Linked DNA regions of Mus musculus: all the other regions are linked to region 6. Evidence: chromatin contacts called from public Hi-C, HiChIP or PLAC-seq, capture Hi-C and promoter capture Hi-C data. All regions are on one chromosome and are shown on one strand. Each heading gives the region's core, a stretch centred on a gene start, on an enhancer-like site or on the middle of the called end of the contact. The rest is flanking DNA. Distances are from core to core; before and after follow the strand shown.

Region 1 (2,760 bases), core at 57-2,556, 190 kb after region 6:
TAATCAGAGATGGTGAGTGTCTCTTTGCTATAACCCTAATAAAAATGTATTTGAGCTGGTTCTTCTCTTGGTGAGCTGGTCTACCGGTGCCCCAGTTGGGAATCCCAATGTTGACTTGCAGATGTTCATTATAATCAACAGCCAGTGCTAGGTTCCCATCCTTCTCTAGAAGAAGCATCATAAATAAAAATTTGAGTTCTCAACAGGATACTTCTCCGGATTTTCCCCTCACTCTTGTCCCACCTCAGAAGGCAACTCACCCCTGGCCGCTGCTCCATACTGGCCCCACAGTCAGCCTGCAGGTTGTAGGGTAATCTCCTTTGCTGTAGAATATGTAATCATTTGGGCCAGCCAGTTTCTGCTGGGGCTGACAGCCTCCTGTCATAAAGATGAGGAGATTCTTAGAAGCTCCCAGTACCTAGAAGTCACAGCCGAAAAGCAGTTCAAGCCACCCCTAGATTTTCAAGAGCAGGAAAATAGGTCCGCACCAAACTCAGCACCTTCATTTGCTCTTCTCTCTGCCTTCGGTTCTTCCTCTACTGATGGAACCTTAGTGGAGGCTAAGGTTAGTTAGGGGTACAGAAGAGATAGAATGATCAATCCCCCTCTACACCTTTCTCGAGTGAAAGAACCTCAAGTATCTTTTCATACCCCTAGAAGAAAATGCAATGGAGACAACGCAGCAGCGCAGCGCTGGCAGGGCTGAGAGATAGCTGCAGGAAAACCTGTTCTCACCCCCACTTCGCCTCTACTGTAAATAAACCCTGAGCCAAAGGGCTCATCCGTCTCCTTAAACAGCCAGTAAACTTTATATGACACAATATCTAATAGTAATTTATTGGGGAGATATTGTAAATTCCAACGGTTTTAGTTAATAAAGGAGCTAATTAAAGAGGGACGGGCTGTGCTCGGCCAGCTGTTGGTGATAAGATAATACATCTGGGGAGGGGTGCAGGGTGCAGAGGTGTGTATGTGCGGATATTTTTGGTGGCGCTATTTTTTTTTTTTTTTTTTTTTTTTTTTTTTTTGGTTTTGCCCCGCGTCGAGCGATCGCTTCCCCGTCTGCGTTAAGGTTTTATATGACTTTTTAAAAACCAGAATCCTACGAATAAATCTGTTCCTGCCTTTCGCTCCCCCATCTCCACCCAGGATTGGGGAAGGGGGAAGTAGAGTTGGTGCGGGGAATGTGGGTGGGGGGTTCGGTTGTCCCCACCCCTCCCCCTGGCGGTAGCGCCCACGTGAGTAGAGCGGCCAATGGGTGGCTGGTGCAGGTTTAACTATGTTTAATGTCAGATAGCAATAAAGTAGAAGCAGCCGGTCGGGCCCCGCGGAAATGGGCGAGCATAATCTCCTGAATCCTGGGTTTGTGGGGCCGCTGGTGAATATCCACACAGGAGACACCTTCTACTTCCCCAACTTCCGCGCGTCAGGGGCACAACTCCCGGGGCTGCCTTCGCTGTCCTACCCACGCCGCGACAACGTGTGCTCGCTGCCTTGGCCGTCGGCCGAGCCGTGCAATGGCTACCCACAGCCCTATCTCGGCAGTCCCGTGTCTCTCAACCCGCCTTTCGGCCGCACGTGCGAGTTGGCTCGCGTGGAGGATAGCAAGGGTTACTACCGAGAACCCTGCGCTGAGGGCGGCGGCGGGGGCCTAAAGCGGGAGGAGCGCGGGCGCGAACCCGGAGCGGGACCCGGGGCAGCGCTACTGCAGCTGGAGCCGTCGGGGCCACCTGCGCTCGGCTTCAAGTACGACTACACGGCGAGCGGCGGCGGTGGCGACGGCAGCACGGGACCCCCCCACGATCCACCCTCGTGCCAGTCACTGGAATCCGACTCCAGTTCGTCCCTACTCAACGAGGGCAATAAGAGCGCCAGCGCTGGTGACCCTGGCTCTCTGGTTTCGCCGTTGAACCCAGGCGGCGGGCTCTCAGCCAGCGGTAAGGACCCCAGCCCACTTGTGATGCTTACTCTGACAGGACGTCTTGCTAGTTTAGGCAGGGGAGGCCTGAGCTGGAACTGCCTAGGGTGACAGAATGTGTTGTGAGCTAGGGCTTCTTTTAAAAAGAAGTGTGTGTGTGGGGGGGGGACCCTATAAACATGTAAATATCCCCATAAAAGACCTGGAGAGATTTCCTTTTTCCGCTCCTAGTGGCTGTAGGGGTCAGGGAGCTCCAGAGTACAGGGATTCTGACGGGGACTTCCCCAAGCCTAAGAGTAAAGAGGTGGAGAAGGAGATTCCATTCCTATTTTTCAGGTTGCCTTTCCTTCTGCTTAGCCATAGGCCCCCGTTTCTCACAGTTCTTATTTTAAGAAACGCAATCAACATGATTTACTCTTCACCACCCGCCCACAACTTTCCTAACTGATGGGATCTGTAGTTCCAGAAGTTGTAAGGGTCAGGAAAATTTAATAATAATAATGATAATGATGGTGGTACTGGTGGGGGTGGGGGTGGGAGTAGTAGTAGTAGTAATAATAATAATAATAATAATAAAAGATAGTTTGGAAGAATTGAGGTAGGAACATAAAAAGATGTGTATACTACTATGGAAGGTAGTGTTGAGGCATAGAGTGAAAACAGGATGTTTTGGTGATGGTTTGGTGAGGATGGTCTGGGTAAACATTTTCAGGATGAGAAGCGAAAGGAATGACCTGGTCTGGGTGTGGGGCTAGGGTGAAAGGGTCTGGGAAAGGGCCCAGGGCACTGAGCTAGTCACCCCCTGATCCTCTAGCCAACCCTGCGGTTCATCTCCACCCAGG
Region 2 (2,753 bases), core at 252-2,751, 160 kb before region 6:
GAGTGAACTCTAATGTAAATTCCTGACTCTGATAATGTGTCAGTGTAGGTTACTCATATATAACAAATGTATCAGTGTTTCAGTGGACTGATAGTGAGAAGTTGTACATTGTGCTCATGGGTGGGGGATAGATGAGGACTCTACTTCCTACTTAATTTTGTATGAACCTAAAATTGTCTTTAAATTTTTTATTAATAGGGCTGAAGATTTAGCTCAGTTGGTACAGTGCTTGCCTGGAAAGCAGGGGGCCCTATGTTCAATTTCCAGAACATCATAAACTGAGCATGGTGTCTAACACCTGTTATCCTTTTTTTGTTTTTGTTGTTTTGTTTGTTTCTGAGACAGAATTTTTTTTTTCTGTGTAGCTTTGGGCATTCTGAAACATAGTCTGTAGACCAGACAGGCCTTGCCTCCTGTAAATCAGATTGCCTCTGTCTGTAATTAAATCAGACTGCCTCTGCCTCTGCCTCCCTGTGCAGGGACTAAAGGTGTGGGTACTGTATATTTATGTACCCTGCCTCAACAAGGTGAGGTCTCTCCAAACTGTCCTCTGATCTTCATAAACATACAATGGCATGTATGCACCACACTTACATCATACACCTCCAAAATATGATATTATTTATTTATATATATAATATATATTTTAAAACACCCAAGCTCCTGCCGTGTGCGATAGGACACACCTGCAACCCCAACACTAGAGGGACCAAGGACAAAGTCTCATTGTGAATCTGAGATGAGCCTGGGCTACCTGGGCTACAGGAAACCCTATCTTAAAAATAAGGAGGACAACAATAGGAAGGAAGAAAGAGCACATATACAAAAATGCTCTAAAAAATAAAGTCTATTAATTTAAAAAAAGGAAACACTGTTTAGTAATGTTCACCCAGGACAGGGGCTAATAAGAACCACGATAAGAAGAATGCAAAAAAAAAAAAAAAAAAAGAAAGAAAGAAAGAAAGAAAGAAAGAAAGAAAGAAAGAAAGAAAGAAAAGAAAGAAGGACATAGAAGAGATGAGAAGAAAGGAAAAGAAAAACTATAGCTTGTTCTCAACCCACAGAGGACAAGGAGGGAAACTTGAAGAAAGGAGGATGTGACACTGGCCCTTTCACAATGAAGTCTTATGGTGATTGGTGGGTAAACATCAAAAGCTATCTCCCTCAGAGGTAGAAAAGCCAAGAGGCTTACACGGGACACAGATCCTCAGCAGAACAATCACCACCATTAAGCCTTTGGCATCACCAATGCCTTTCCATGTGGCTAAGGAATCAGCTTGGCACTGTAATTTGTGCTGGTGCCAATCTCTATGGTAGATTGAGCTATTTTTTCAGGAAAGTCAAGGGATAATTGCTTAGTATCAAAAGATTTGGCCCTCGGGAAGATAAGGAGCTGTTTCTTTTGCCCCAGGACAAATTTTTTCTAGAACAGTATTCATGGCTCTTCAAGACACTGCGTCTTTCATAAGCAGAGCTGCAATTCTGACTGCCAATCTGCTGAATACCAAATGGAGTGCTTAGCTTTCTACAATGACGCAAAGGACAAAGCAAGGCTAGATTTATTCTGCAGTGCCACTCGGAGATTTTCAAAGGTAAAAAGGAAAAACTCTTTCCTTAAATTACAGGGAATTACAAATTCTGTCTGGGATGTAAAAGACAGCTATGCTCGCTCAAAATCTGGCATCATGGATGTGAACAAGATTTAAAAGCCAGAATGGTGGCTGGCAATTTGAACATTTAGAACAGAAGTTGGTTCAGTACTTCAATCTGCCCGCAGAGTCAGCAGCCACACAAAGCACATGGAGATGCCAGACTGGAAACGAGCTAATTTCACAAAGCTCATTCTCATTCTGTCTGTACTTCACACGATCGCTAGAAATCCAGATTCTTACCCATGCATCTTAGATGCTATCTTAAATAGCAAATTTTGTTGTACAAAGAAATTTCAAAAGCAAACCACAAAGATATTGTCTCAAATCTTTTCCCTCATGGTATTTCCCTTCTTAAAATCTCATCCCCCTTCTTAAAATCTTATCTATAAACATGATAATTTTGAGAAAATTAAAAGGCAAAATGTCATTAAAATAAGGTATTAACATTTTCCCTCATAGTTTGTATCATCTCTTCAGGATGAGAATTCAAAAGAAAAGCTTTCCTTCAAACATCCTTACTAAAAAAATAAGAGCCACGTGCTACAGTTTAAAGGACAGTATACCTCGTTGGTTAAACAGATTCAACAATTAAAAGAGGAAAGAAAATGAGGCTTGAAAGGGAAGATACTCAATTTTTGGTGAAAAATGTTTTGATTATCTATAGCAAACAAAGAAAAAGGGAACCATAAACGTAGTAGTAATGAAGCCCATTTTATTTCGTAAATGTGCATAACTGTGCTGAGTCCTGTAACAGGTACAGAAGCAAAGGGACCAGTAAGAGTGAAATGCTATGAAAAAACAGGACAGAATTTCCCCCAACAAAATACAAACCCTTTCCATAAAAATTTATGAAATGAGAACAAAAATAAAGATGTTTGTTTTATAAATAATATTAGGAAAACAATAAATGTCTTAAGTTTAAGGCCTGAAACTGAGTTACATTTCTAATACCGGTCATTGTAACTCATTTAAAAAGGTTTGTTATTTGCTAAAATCTCAACTAAGCTCAAACCCAGGATTTAACCAAAGTACTTCTGAAGGAGCTTTTCTCAAAATATCAGAAGTTCAATTTATAAATACATAGTATGCTATTGAAGTTAC
Region 3 (2,720 bases), core at 13-2,512, 200 kb before region 6:
ATAAGTTATGGGATCCCATGGGACTACAGTTATAGACAGTAGTGAGCTGCCATGCTGGGAACTGAACTCAGGTCCTTTGGACGAACAGCCAGTGCTCTTAACTGCTGAGCCATCTCTCCAGTCCCAGTATCAATATATTCTTTTTTTCCCTAAGATTTATTTATTTATGTATGAGTACCAGAAGAGAGCATCAGACTACATTATTGATGGTTATGAGCCACCATGTGGTTGCTGTGAAATTGAACTCAGGACCTCTGCAGTTCAATTCAAATCTGAAGAGCAGATCTGAACTGCTAAGTCATTTCTCTAGCCCCTAATATATTCTTATGAGTCTTATGCCATAAACTCTAATCCGGTGACTGATAACTTTTTTTTTTAAAGATTGTTTTTTTTTTAAATTTATTTATTTATTATATGTAAGTACACTGTAACTGTCTTCAGACACTCCAGAAGAGGGCATCAGATTTCATTACAGATGGCTGTGAGACACCATGTGGTTGCTGGGATTTGAACTCAGGACCTTTGGAAGAGCAGTCGGCACTCTTAACCACTGAGCCATCTCATCAGCCCCGTGATAACTTTTTTGTTATGACTTAACAGATAAGCAGGAGATACAGAGGCCTCTTCTGCAAAAGCTCTGCATAATTCAAGCTGTTTGCATTTATGCCTAACATGAAGGTAGATAATGAATAGTTTGTTTTGCTGTAGTCAATCTACCAAATAGCTGGTTACCCCAAAAGCTAAATTTATTCTTTTCCCATCTCATGATTCTTGAAAAACAGATATAACATAAAGAGTAGGGGCAGCACACCTGCAGTGCTCGTCCAAGGGCACAACTGACCTGTGGCTGGGCAGGGGATGGGGCATCTGGGTGCTGGATGAGGATCTGGTTTTGCTCTGGACGGGCAGTCACCATGGTGCTTGCAGTACCCACCACCATTCCACAACCTCCATTGATTGAAGAAACTTGATGGGTCAGCGTGGCTTTTAGTCTCTATGTGGAAAGATTATTTAAGAAGGCAAGAGTGAGGTTCTGTCAAGGATAGGAAGGATGAACTGATTGTATTACTGATCTTATAATTAAAATTCTTGCCCCAAGTTTTTCTTAACAGGGAACTAAAAGAAAATGACAGGAAGAGAAAAGTGCCCACCTGGATCCCTGAAATGCCTACTCTTGTTCCCTGACTATTATCCTGGGCACAGCTGGGGACTGGGGCTTGTGGAAGCAATAGGTCCCACATGAAAGCTCTCTCCTGGAACCTGGCCAGATGCTAGTTACGCAGCTATTCACCACTTGGCCAGCTCCCCTGCCCACTCACCCCCTCCATCTGTTGTCCTGGAACTGAAATAGCAAGTGTTCCATTCCAAACAATCTGTGCTGCTTCTTCCTGTGCCATGGCCTGTGCCAGGCTGTAAGGGTGGGGACAGGAGACTTAGAAATCAGGGTCTTTTCCAACCCCACAGCAGAATATCTTTAGCTATGCAAACCTCAGAAGGTTCCTTTGCTTGGTTCACTTGAAAAATCTAGACTGTTATTACTTCTTCTAGAAGGCCAACAATTAGAAGTACTCCAGACTAGGGTATACTCACCATTTTGGCTTCTGACGGCATAGGGTGGCCAGAGGGAGAAATGGAGCCACTGTTGTTAACCGGTGGGCCAGGTATACCAGGAATGTTGGGCACCATGGACACAGGTCTGGCCAGCTAAATCAAGAGAAGGATCAAAACCAGGAGATATGGTAGCATTTGTTTTCCCCAAATCAAGTGTTTTTGAGATTGGTATGTCAGGGTCTGTTCTGTGTAACCTGCTCACAAGACAAGCAGGGATAGCCTGGGAAATCATCTTTCCTAAGGAGTACCACAGAGTAAGGAACCTCATTCTGCAGTCCTTTTCTGTGGGAAAGACTGAGAGTGTATCTTCAGGAAAGGGGTAAGCAGTGCAGGAGAAGCTATGGGGTGAGTGAAGTCAACCAGTCAGCAGGTTGGCAAGATCAACTCCTTGACTAGGAGCCAACTGTCCAGATGAAGCTTTGTCTAGTGCTTCACAGTGTTGCACTGGCAGAGGTTAGTGAAGAGTTTGGGCACATTGCCACACACAACTAATACAGTCCAGGCCCACATATCCCTGGGGTCTTGGGGTTATGATCATTCAGGTGGAAAGGAGGAATCGGTGTGCTGGTAGGTTTGGCTGCTCAACTACAAAGCTCACCGAAATAACAGAAGGCATCTGTACTGGAGGCCCTGGCAACATAGGCATGGTCTGTCCATTAGCAAGATGCATGACGAGAGGGAGGGAGCCAGTAGGAGATCTGCAGGAGAAATGAAATATCACAATATATTTTTTAAAGGATTTATTTATTTTATATATGAATATATACAAAAACATTGTCTTCAGACACACCAGAAGAGGGCATCATATCCCATTACAGATGGTTAGAGCCACCATGTGGTTGTGGGAATTGAACTCAGGACCTCTGTGTTCTTAACCACTGAGTCATCTCTCCAGCCCCTAAATATCACAGCCTTGACCCTTTGCCTATTGGCCTTCCTTGTACAATCAGAGAATGTTTTTTACAGTCTTCTCATTGGGGACGGTATAGAGTAGCACTATAAAACCTTGACATTCTCTTGAACATGGAAAAACAGATGGTGAGAAATGAGTCTGTTTTCTAGGGATTAAACAAAAATGCTTTAGACACATCAGGCAAGCCCTAGTCTAC
Region 4 (2,700 bases), core at 30-2,529, 230 kb after region 6:
TCTTGAGAACAGGTGACGTGAAGGCGGCAAACGGGGATAGGGGAAGTATAAATGGGAAGACTAGCGCACAGAGCTTTGTGTGGGTCCTTGCTGGGGACGAGGTTAGCCCAAGTGTAGCTCAGCGGATGGCTGGACTCCGAAGGGTGTCCGGGCAGGGCACAAGAGCAGGGACAAGGTGGATTGTGTGTGAACATCGACCACAGACTGAGTAGAGTGGACTCCTGGTCTGTGGTCAGCGGCGAGCCAGGCAACCGGATGTTGAGTCTGTAGGAAGGACCTTGAGGTCTGTTGGGTGTTTGGGCTGCCGGGGGCGCGGCAACCAGGGGTATTGAGGGAGTGTGTTGTGCGCGGGGCGCGGCGGTCAGCTTGGGCGAGGCTGTAGGCCCCGCACATCTCTGCGGCTGATGGGCTGTGTCCGGGAAGACTAAACTAGGGTCGAACCAATGATTAGAGCATGAAAATAAATGCAGTTATGTGTTCCCACCTCCCCGTATACGCAGTTCTTTTTTTCTTTTCTTTCTTTCTTTTCTTTTTTTTTTCCTTTCGGAGATACCTGGATATGGTCCAGAGCAGGTTGTCCGCGGGAGGGCCCCGCGAGCGGCAGCGTGCGAGGGAGGGAGGGAGGGCGAAGGAGGGAGGGAGGGAAGGAGGGCGGGTGGCGGCGGCTGCGGTGGCCAGGGCTTCCCTCCCTGGGCGGGAGGCTGCTGCCCTGCCTCTGTGGCCGTGGGGAGCCAAGAAGCAGGTAAAGGAGGCTTTCTGAGGCGGTATTGCACCAAGCCCAAGGTACCAAGTCTTCCGGGCCTCTGCTTAAGGTTCTGGCGGGAGAGAAGGTAGGGAGATCGGCGCCCACCAGGCCTGGAAAGGAGGCCTCGGGATGTTCAACCTGTGTATGATTTCAGTCTCACACTCATGTTGTGGTCTGTCTGCATTGGGAGACGCCGCTTGCCTGTCTGTCTGAGACTTCCCAAACCCGGGCACTCCTTCCAAAGGCTCAGAAAAATTCGTCGTCGGAATGTGTACTTTCATTCATTGGATTCTCTGAAACTCGGCAGGGCTGGCTACGACAACCCAGGTTGGGAGGGAGCATTCTTCCTCTTTTCTGGATGTGTAGTCCTTTGGCTCCTTGGTCACAGGCTGAGTTTTCCGGTTCTAGGTTCGCGGGTCGCCCTGATGTTTGAAGCTAGACAGCTCCAGTCGGTTAGGGAGGGCGGGGAGGGACCCGCGGCTGTGGCTCCTTAATTGTACTTCGAGCCCTTATTGTCTCTCCTTTCGCCACCTCCGCTTCCTCAGTCTGGGCTCCAAAGTCACTGCAAATTTCCTTGCGATACATACATCACACAAAAGATCAGGTAACAACGCGCTCAGAGCCATTGAATCAGAGCACAGGGCAACCCTGGTTCTGGGGAGGCTACCTCTCCAGTCACTCCCCAGGCTGGAAAAACAGACTGTGTTGGGGGAGCCGGAAATAACCCCGTTTGCTGCGGAGCGGCAGGGCGGGGGCGCCGGCGCAAAGGCAGGCCGGGCAGGCCATGGCGTTGAGAGGGCCACGTTCACAGGCCCTGGGGGTTTCACGCTTGCGGAGCTTGGGGGCCTGGCTCTTGGTGTGGTGGCAGGGATCCCAGATACCCACCTTGGGTGGGGGTAGCACGCAGTTCTCCTCGCAGCAAGCAGGAGAACTCAGTTTCTGCTTCCAGCTCAGGCCTTAGCTAGGAGGAGTTGTGTGTGGGTGTGTTTTTCCCAACAAAGAGGGATCAGGAGAGATGGGGGGGGAACTAGAAGGGAACCAGGGAGGGGGGCGGGGAAGGCGAGAGGGCAGCGGAGGGACGAAATGAGCCCATTTCAGGGGGAGAAGGAAAATGAAAGCAAACGGAGTAGGGCCTCCTCGGTTCAGGGAGGGTGCTGAGGAGCAGAGAGCGGGCTCTCTGCCTGCGGCGGCCGGGATGGCCCGCTGGGGGCACAGAAGAAAGCCTGTTTTAAATTTAATCCGAACTTGACGGTGTGGATTGAACCGGAGGGAATTTAAATCATTAAAAGGGAGACACGCGGTAGGGGGAGGGAGGAGGATGACTCTAACCTATCTGTTTGTCTGTCCTTCCCACAGTGCTAGCTTGGCTGTTTTCTCAGTTGCCCAGGTTTGAGGTGATAGAGGTTTGCCCATCCCCCTTCAGGGGACTCCTCTCCTGTGCCCACTGGAATCTGTTGGGGGTGTAAGGTGAATACAGAATAGTCAGCTAGAACTGGGCTTTCTTCCTCCCTTTCCAGCAGTGACTCCCAGTTTCCTCAAGTCTCTCAGGTTGCCCCATTGATGCTAAGAACAATTGAAAGGAGTTGGGTAAATGAGAGAAAGTCTTAGAATAAAATAGGAGATTCAGTGGGAGTAACTGAATCCCCAAGATGAGACCTTGCTTCTTCGCATCCATGTCTTTGCCCTCCATATCTACAAGCCTAGATTTAGGGAAAACTTGAAAGTCCACTTCACAGTCCTGACCTGCTAGCTTTTAAATGTGAAACATGAGAGTCACAACCTATATGAAGGACCTGGGCCTAGTGTCCTCTGGACTCCCAGTCTCTTATCAGACCCCTTCCTTTAGGCTACCTCTTTCTAGGAGGCATAATAGAATGGGACATTGGTAAGGAGGGGCCTGTGGGCAAGGCCTGCTTTCTGGTCCACAGCTGTGCTGACTTCTGAGTGGGGAGGGT
Region 5 (2,700 bases), core at 43-2,542, 220 kb before region 6:
CGGGTAGCAAGTAGCATCCCACTGCAGTGATGGATATGCATCTTTTACTTCTTGCTCCTTCTGCCCCTGGGTCCATGTATCCACCTAGCTCTGGTACCCTCCAGAGGTGCCATCTCTACCTCTGACACAGCCTGTCTGCCTTGAGACTGAGGAAGGCACAGGCAAGCAAGGAGCCATGAACCACAGGGCCCCAGCCAGCACAGGATTTGTCCTCATTCCGTGGGTGATGGATGAATCTATTGGAGTCCTGAATAAATGCTGCTCTTTGGCTTCCAAAACCCTGCTCTCTCTGGCCTTGGGTCATGAGGGTATAAGGAATAAACATGGTGAGCTTGTTCTCCTTTTGAACCCCTTGTTCTTTTTTGTTACCGAGAGGAGGCAAGGTGCAGTAGTAGCCTTGGGGATCCTTAACAACAGAATGGCTAGAGACTGAGTGGAGGTGAAGGGGGGCTACAGCTATTGCCCTTGGGCTCCCACCTGCTCCCTGACAGTCTTGTCCAAACACAGGGATTCTGAAGCCAGCCGGACCATTTTTATTTGGGGGCACACAGGGAACATGGGGAAGTGGTTTTGCATGCAGGCATCACAGCTGACGATGCTACTTCTTCCCAAAGCGCTGAGGAGCGGCCAGGCTCCAGAACTGTCTGGCCTGCGGATTTAGCTGTTCCTTGCTCCAGGACCCCCATGCACTTCTGCCAAACCTTAGGAGAGATTCATCCTTAGTTGGCACTCCCTCCATCTCACCTTCTCTCACATCTTCCTCTGCCCTCCACCCTTCTCAGCCTCTTCCCTTTGGAACTCACCTCTGGGGCTGAAACAGGAAGGCTGGGCTCCTTCTAGGTGTGTCCATGGCCTGGAGCAGAACACGAAAGAGGGACCCAGGAGTCTGGATCCTGTCTGGAATGTGGGCATACTGTGGTGGGTGGGGTCCCTTATCTTCTCCCTGTGATGAGAGAGTGGCAGGGAAGGAACCTGGCAGTGTCTTGTACACTGAAGACATGGAGGGAAAGAATGGCTTCTAGGGGAAACTTGCGTGGGCTGAGAAGCCATTTCCCTCCCTTAGAAGCCAGACTTTTTGAAGACCTTAGCAGCCTGGGGAACACCAAACCCTGTATCATAAGTTTCAGCTGAAGGAGAGATGGCGGCTGGGTGGATGGGGCAGCAGGATGTTCACTCACTGCAAAGACTTGGTCTTCACCCCAGCTCCCTGCCTCTTCAGTGTGGCCCCAATTCAGCAGCAGCAGTAGCAGCAGCAGCAGAGCAGCCCACTTGGAGTCCATGCTGCCATCTGCCTCCTGAGTGCCCACGGTCTTCTTATACCTGATGTCCCTACCCCCACCTCACCGGCAGCCTGGGGGGAAATCTAGACAAGCAATGGAAATGCATGGCTCTATTAAGAGCCACCTGGGACCCCCCCTCCCGTACTCCCCTGGGGACTCTCTGCTCTTAGCTTCCTCCCCCCCAGCCTAAGCCTGGAGTTATATAGACTTTATTAGATGCATAAATCTTGTCTCCGGAGCTCAGGAAGCATCATTAATTGCAGACAGTTTGTCAGAGTTAGACCCTGGGGGAACCTTAGAAGAACCTCCAATCCTTCAACAGATTGGAGAAGCTTCAATTGATCACCTCTTGTTCCTGACTGGAGAAACTCCTGTCAGAATTGGGCATTATGTCCTGGATGGGAAGGAACTAGTGTTAAGTGCAGGCTAGGGTGAACCAGCTTGGTCCCTACTCCTGCCTGGAATGGGTGATCAGGACCACAGCCCCATTTCAATCCCCACTGCTTCTAGTCAGGTTAAATGTGGGTTCACTACCCTTTAAGATTTACCTGTGAATAGTTAAGTGAGAGATAGGAGACTCTTTTTGGAGCCTTACTGAGTAGAGGTGGCCTGTAAATTTTGTGGACAGGCCCATCTTTGCAAGAGAACTGGGGATTGGGCCTCCACAGCTGAAACTCTGCTGCCACCTTGTGGCCACTACTCTTCACTGCCACGTCCAGCCATTTCCCTTTCCATACATTTTGTCTAGGACTTGAGGACCTAGTTCTTTGGGGCCCAGAATTGTGACATTTTTCCAGTTCCGTCTGGTCAGCATGGGCTCTGCCTGGTTCTGGTTCTAATATACTACTGGAGCTGGCGACTAGGGTTCTGCTTTAGGGACAGACAATCACTCCAGTTCAGGGAAGGGTCCTTTAAAGGAGCTAGTCCTAACCTCACTTGCAAATCCAGGTGTCAGAGTACCATGTCTCTAGCCTAAACAGAAGAAGGACTGTCGGGGTTCTACCCCATGAGCAAAGCAAGCTGCTCACACTCTTTTTTTCCTCACTTACATATGGGAACAGTAAAATGAATTACTTGCTAGGAGAAACATTTGGGATGCATTTTGTAGGAAAGCACAGACCCGGTGTTTTCAAAATGTCAACTGTGATTCCCTTTGCTGTCCTCCCACTCCAGTCCTGGGGAACTTACCATCTCCAGAGAGTGCTGAGTGGGCTTTAGCTTCTTGGTGGCCTCTACCAGAGGTCCTAGCTTGTTCAATGGAGTCTCAGGTTATCTCTCAGTCATATGTAAAAGCCCCTCACATATTTGGAGAAATACCATGTATCCACATCTTCTTTGCTCAACAGGGAAGTACTTTATTGGAACCAACTTACATTTTAGGTTTGCGGATAAGTGGCATTTTAAAATTTCTTTCTTGGGA
Region 6 (2,700 bases), core at 71-2,570:
CCAGTGTGGCATCAGATAGTCAAGAACTGCCCTGTCCTGATTATCCATCCCCACCAAGGGTGGCTCATAACCCCGTCCATGTTGGTGTAGAGCACACTCAAGTGCAAGTAACTTGGTGATCCCCTAGATATATCAGACTGAAAATGGTAAATGACTAGGGTAAATGTATAAGGAGAGCTAGCGAGTTCATGTGAGAAAGCTGTCTGGAAGAGCAGAGTTAGGAGTGGGGTGTGGAAGAAGAAACCCAATAGTGCATGAAACAGAATGACAAGTACTTCTCTATGGCCATTCTGAGGAGGGTGGACAAATTGTGAGCGCAGCGAACAGCTTTTTTTCTTTTTGGCTGGGTACAAAGAACTGGAATAGATAGAATGGAGGCAGGTTCAAGAGGCAGGCTGGGTGATCCCATTTCTAAGAGGAACTGGGGCCTTCTGGAAGGCACACTGACATGTGTTAGATGGCACTTGTGCACAATTTTCTGGATAGGTGTGCAGTTGTGTGTGTGTGTGTGTGTGTGTGTGTGTAGGGGCATACATATCCAAGTAGCTTTGTGCCATGTGGCTTTATGCCCCAGGCTCCTGTCTTTCCATCTGTGTGCGACTGGCATTCAGCTATGTCTGAGCGTGTTTGTTCATTTGTGTATTTCCACGTGGTCGTGTGTGAGTAATATTTCCATTGCTTTCTGAGTATTTCATTTGGCTACATGCGGCGGAAGGCATCGTGAGAAGTGAATTCACAGGCGATGTGTGCCTGAGTGTGCGTGCTGGTGTCTGCAGGAGCAGCGGGGCTGGAATGGAGCCTTCTTTCTCTCTCTCTCCACTGGCTCCATCTGCCCTCTCTGAGGTCGTGACAAGGAGGCAGACAGCAAAACTGGCAAACAGTTACAGCTAGGAAGACCAGAAGTATTGCAAGCCCGGCTCAGACTATCACTGCTGGGGAGAAATAGCCAGAGGGAGACCGACATGACAATAGCGCGCACAGATGCTGCGTGGACGCGCTTCCCGGGGCAGGTGCGCTCATGCGCGTAGGCCTTCACTAGCATCAGGGCCTTGGGCGCACCGGTCCTACTCTGGCTCCTGGCTTTCCTTCCCCTGGCTATGACCAGATCTCCATCGCCTCCAAATGCCTGTCCCAGTTTGGGGCGCTGCGGCTGGGGAAGCAGACATCGACTTCGGAGCCAATCGCGGGACGTCTGCAGCCTCCTGGGGTGGTGGAAGAGATGCGTGCGGGGGCGTCCTCACCCTCGCTCCCTCCCCAGCTCGGCCGCCTCCTACCCACCCCCTTCCGGCCCGCGGCAGTTTCCGAAATCGCCCGGCGGCCGCGAATTCATTAGCGGGGGGCGGATGTAAACGCAGAGCGGTGGAACGTTTTAATTAGGCCTGAACAATAAACAAGCTAAACGAGGCGCACAGGGCTCCCTGGCGGGCCCTCAGCCTCCTCCGCGCCGCGCGGACTCATTACGGCTGCAGCCAATTTCATGCCAGCGCCGGGCGCGCGCGGCCCGGGCTGGGAGGGCGCGCGGGGGCGGCCGAGACACTCTGCCCTGGAGCTGAGCGCTGGGCGCTTGTCGGCTTCTCAGGGCCGCTGCTCACTCCACCCCGCCTGGCTCGGTGTCCTTGAGCTGAAGGTCTCCGCCCGCACCCGCCTGCTCTTTAGGGTCTGCCCTCCTCTGCGCGCGGGCCTCGTCCCACAGCTCAGAGGAGGGGTTCTGCTCTCGCCCTCCCCTTGCCTCGAACCCACACCCTGTCTGCCGCAGTCTCCCCATCTTCTCTACAGGATCTCTCTTCCCCGCGGGTCCCTTTTCATACATCGACGAGGACTGTTGGACGCAGTCATCCGCCCTTAGTGGGCCCTGTGGCCTGATGCCTCGGTCTCGCTCCGGGTATTCGCCATTTCTCTGCCCGCTGATGTAGCAGCCTGCCAGCCTCCCTCCCGCCCTCGTCTCCTGCCAGGGTTCCTCCCAAGGCACTTAGACCCGAAGGTTTAGGTGCGGCTTTGTCCTTAGCCATTAACAAGGCTGTTCTGGACTTAAGAACCGACCGAGTGGTTTAGCTTTCTTTCTCTTCCCCACCTTTTAGCTAAACTGCAAGCATATTTTGCAGGCGCGTAAGTCTTAGCCAAGATTCCTCAGGCTGGCTATTGATGACCTTAGGTCTTGCCTTGTCCCTCACGTGTGGCCTCTTACCTGGCCTTGATACCCTGTGAAGGGTGGGAAGTAATTTTAGTGCTTTGTGAGACAGTTGTGAGAAATAGCGCGGGGGATGATGAAGGTAGCGACCTTGGCACCTAGTATTCACTCAATCAATATTAGCCCTCTTTAGTCTCCGTGTTCCTCCTCAGTCTGCTCCTGTCTCTGTAACCTAAAATTCTGAGCAAAGGACTGGTAAACTCAGATGTAATAGGCCTCAAGGGAATTTCACATGAGCAACTGAACACCTGCACCAAAGCTCCGATTGGACGGACTCACAGAACAAAGGACACAACGCAGATCAGTACACAGGACTGAGCAAATTAAAACCCAGAGGCCAACGAGAGGTACTGTGGCACATACTTTTAATCCCAGGACTCCGGAGGCAGAGGCACGCAACACTCTATGGTTTCTAGGGCAGGGAGTTACACACAGGCTAGCCAAAGCTACATAGTAAGACCCTGTCTCAAAACAAAACAAAACAAAACAAAAAACCAAACCAAACAACAATA

The links. Promoter capture Hi-C pulls out the DNA fragments that hold promoters and counts their contacts. Hi-C and Micro-C count contacts between places; a contact is called where the count stands out from the background. HiChIP or PLAC-seq counts read pairs in DNA pulled down with a chosen protein or histone mark. Capture Hi-C pulls out chosen DNA fragments and counts their contacts.
Region 1: a capture Hi-C map of embryonic stem cells shows a contact between it and region 6, with 4 times the contacts expected there. The contact joins the promoter of Hoxc12 here to the promoter of Cistr in region 6. A contact is called at or near these places in 15 of 39 promoter capture datasets (the 3T3-L1 cell line, the C10 cell line, the HPC-7 cell line and 11 more), 2 of 15 datasets of contacts at CTCF or cohesin (the NIH/3T3 cell line and stem cell-derived epiblast-like cells), 20 of 484 Hi-C or Micro-C datasets (the C2C12 cell line, the F1.1 cell line, differentiating embryonic stem cells and 8 more), 23 of 115 datasets of contacts at active chromatin or transcription factors (astrocytes, craniofacial prominence, differentiating embryonic stem cells and 11 more) and 2 of 9 other capture datasets (adipose tissue and embryonic stem cells).
Region 2: a contact with region 6 is called in an H3K4me3 HiChIP or PLAC-seq map of embryonic forebrain, with 4 times the contacts expected there. The contact joins the enhancer-like site here to the promoter of Cistr in region 6. A contact is called at or near these places in 1 of 15 datasets of contacts at CTCF or cohesin (the NIH/3T3 cell line), 8 of 484 Hi-C or Micro-C datasets (the C3H10T1/2 cell line, beige adipocytes, cerebellum and 4 more) and 2 of 115 datasets of contacts at active chromatin or transcription factors (astrocytes and embryonic forebrain).
Region 3: a Hi-C map of cerebellum shows a contact between it and region 6, with 1.9 times the contacts expected there. The contact joins the enhancer-like site here to the promoter of Cistr in region 6. A contact is called at or near these places in 2 of 15 datasets of contacts at CTCF or cohesin (the NIH/3T3 cell line and embryonic stem cells), 13 of 484 Hi-C or Micro-C datasets (the Ba/F3 cell line, the G1E-ER4 cell line, the N1E-115 cell line and 8 more) and 1 of 115 datasets of contacts at active chromatin or transcription factors (embryonic forebrain).
Region 4: a contact with region 6 is called in a promoter capture Hi-C map of embryonic stem cells, with 15 read pairs. The contact joins the promoter of Hoxc9 here to the promoter of Cistr in region 6. A contact is called at or near these places in 28 of 39 promoter capture datasets (the 3T3-L1 cell line, 3T3-L1-derived adipocytes, the C10 cell line and 15 more), 5 of 15 datasets of contacts at CTCF or cohesin (the NIH/3T3 cell line, embryonic stem cells, pro-B cells and 1 more), 91 of 484 Hi-C or Micro-C datasets (the 3T3-L1 cell line, 3T3-L1-derived adipocytes, the AML12 cell line and 47 more), 28 of 115 datasets of contacts at active chromatin or transcription factors (the NIH/3T3 cell line, SST interneurons, astrocytes and 17 more) and 3 of 9 other capture datasets (adipose tissue, macrophages and pancreatic islet).
Region 5: a contact with region 6 is called in an H3K27ac HiChIP or PLAC-seq map of microglia, with 5 times the contacts expected there. The contact joins the promoter of Npff here to the promoter of Cistr in region 6. A contact is called at or near these places in 13 of 39 promoter capture datasets (the 3T3-L1 cell line, 3T3-L1-derived adipocytes, the C10 cell line and 8 more), 2 of 15 datasets of contacts at CTCF or cohesin (the NIH/3T3 cell line and embryonic stem cells), 11 of 484 Hi-C or Micro-C datasets (the G1E-ER4 cell line, the HL-1 cell line, Th1 cells and 6 more) and 8 of 115 datasets of contacts at active chromatin or transcription factors (the 230-238 cell line, the SCID.adh cell line, embryonic forebrain and 3 more).

The regions. Positions count from the first base shown.
Region 1 is chr15:102,935,520-102,938,279 of GRCm38.p6, forward strand. Hoxc12 (homeobox C12) reads left to right here and starts at 1,307. Exons shown (of 2, transcript NM_010463.2): 1 at 1,307-1,937; 2 at 2,760. The coding sequence starts at 1,334.
Region 2 is chr15:102,582,535-102,585,287 of GRCm38.p6, forward strand. The region is part of intron 2 of Atf7 (activating transcription factor 7); the gene reads right to left. Among named protein-coding and RNA genes, the nearest start is that of Atf7, 42 kb to the right of the region's middle. Within about 2 kb of position 1,502, at least 66 of the 459 cell types and tissues checked have an H3K27ac peak or open chromatin away from gene starts, as enhancers often do. A contact at or near this core is called in the C3H10T1/2 cell line, astrocytes, cerebellum and 2 more, where this site is marked.
Region 3 is chr15:102,545,564-102,548,283 of GRCm38.p6, forward strand. It overlaps Atf7 (activating transcription factor 7), which reads right to left. Exons shown (of 12, transcript NM_001310067.1): 7 at 2,210-2,309; 8 at 1,591-1,704; 9 at 842-994. Among named protein-coding and RNA genes, the nearest start is that of Npff, 22 kb to the left of the region's middle. Within about 2 kb of position 1,263, at least 45 of the 459 cell types and tissues checked have an H3K27ac peak or open chromatin away from gene starts, as enhancers often do. A contact at or near this core is called in cerebellar granule neurons, cerebellum and cortical neurons, where this site is marked.
Region 4 is chr15:102,975,753-102,978,452 of GRCm38.p6, forward strand. It overlaps Hoxc9 (homeobox C9), which reads left to right and starts at 1,280. Exons shown (of 3, transcript NM_008272.3): 1 at 1,280-1,349.
Region 5 is chr15:102,523,329-102,526,028 of GRCm38.p6, forward strand. Npff (neuropeptide FF-amide peptide precursor) reads right to left here and starts at 1,293. Exons shown (of 3, transcript NM_018787.1): 1 at 1,179-1,293; 2 at 804-943; 3 at 511-701. The coding sequence starts at 1,280. The coding sequence ends at 599. It overlaps Tarbp2 (TARBP2, RISC loading complex RNA binding subunit), which reads left to right. Exons shown (of 9, transcript NM_009319.3): 9 at 1-348. The coding sequence ends at 14. It also overlaps a transcript of Atf7 not described here.
Region 6 is chr15:102,745,589-102,748,288 of GRCm38.p6, forward strand. It overlaps Cistr (chondrogenesis associated transcript), which reads right to left and starts at 1,321. Exons shown (of 1, transcript NR_104334.1): 1 at 853-1,321. It also overlaps a transcript of Gm36560 not described here.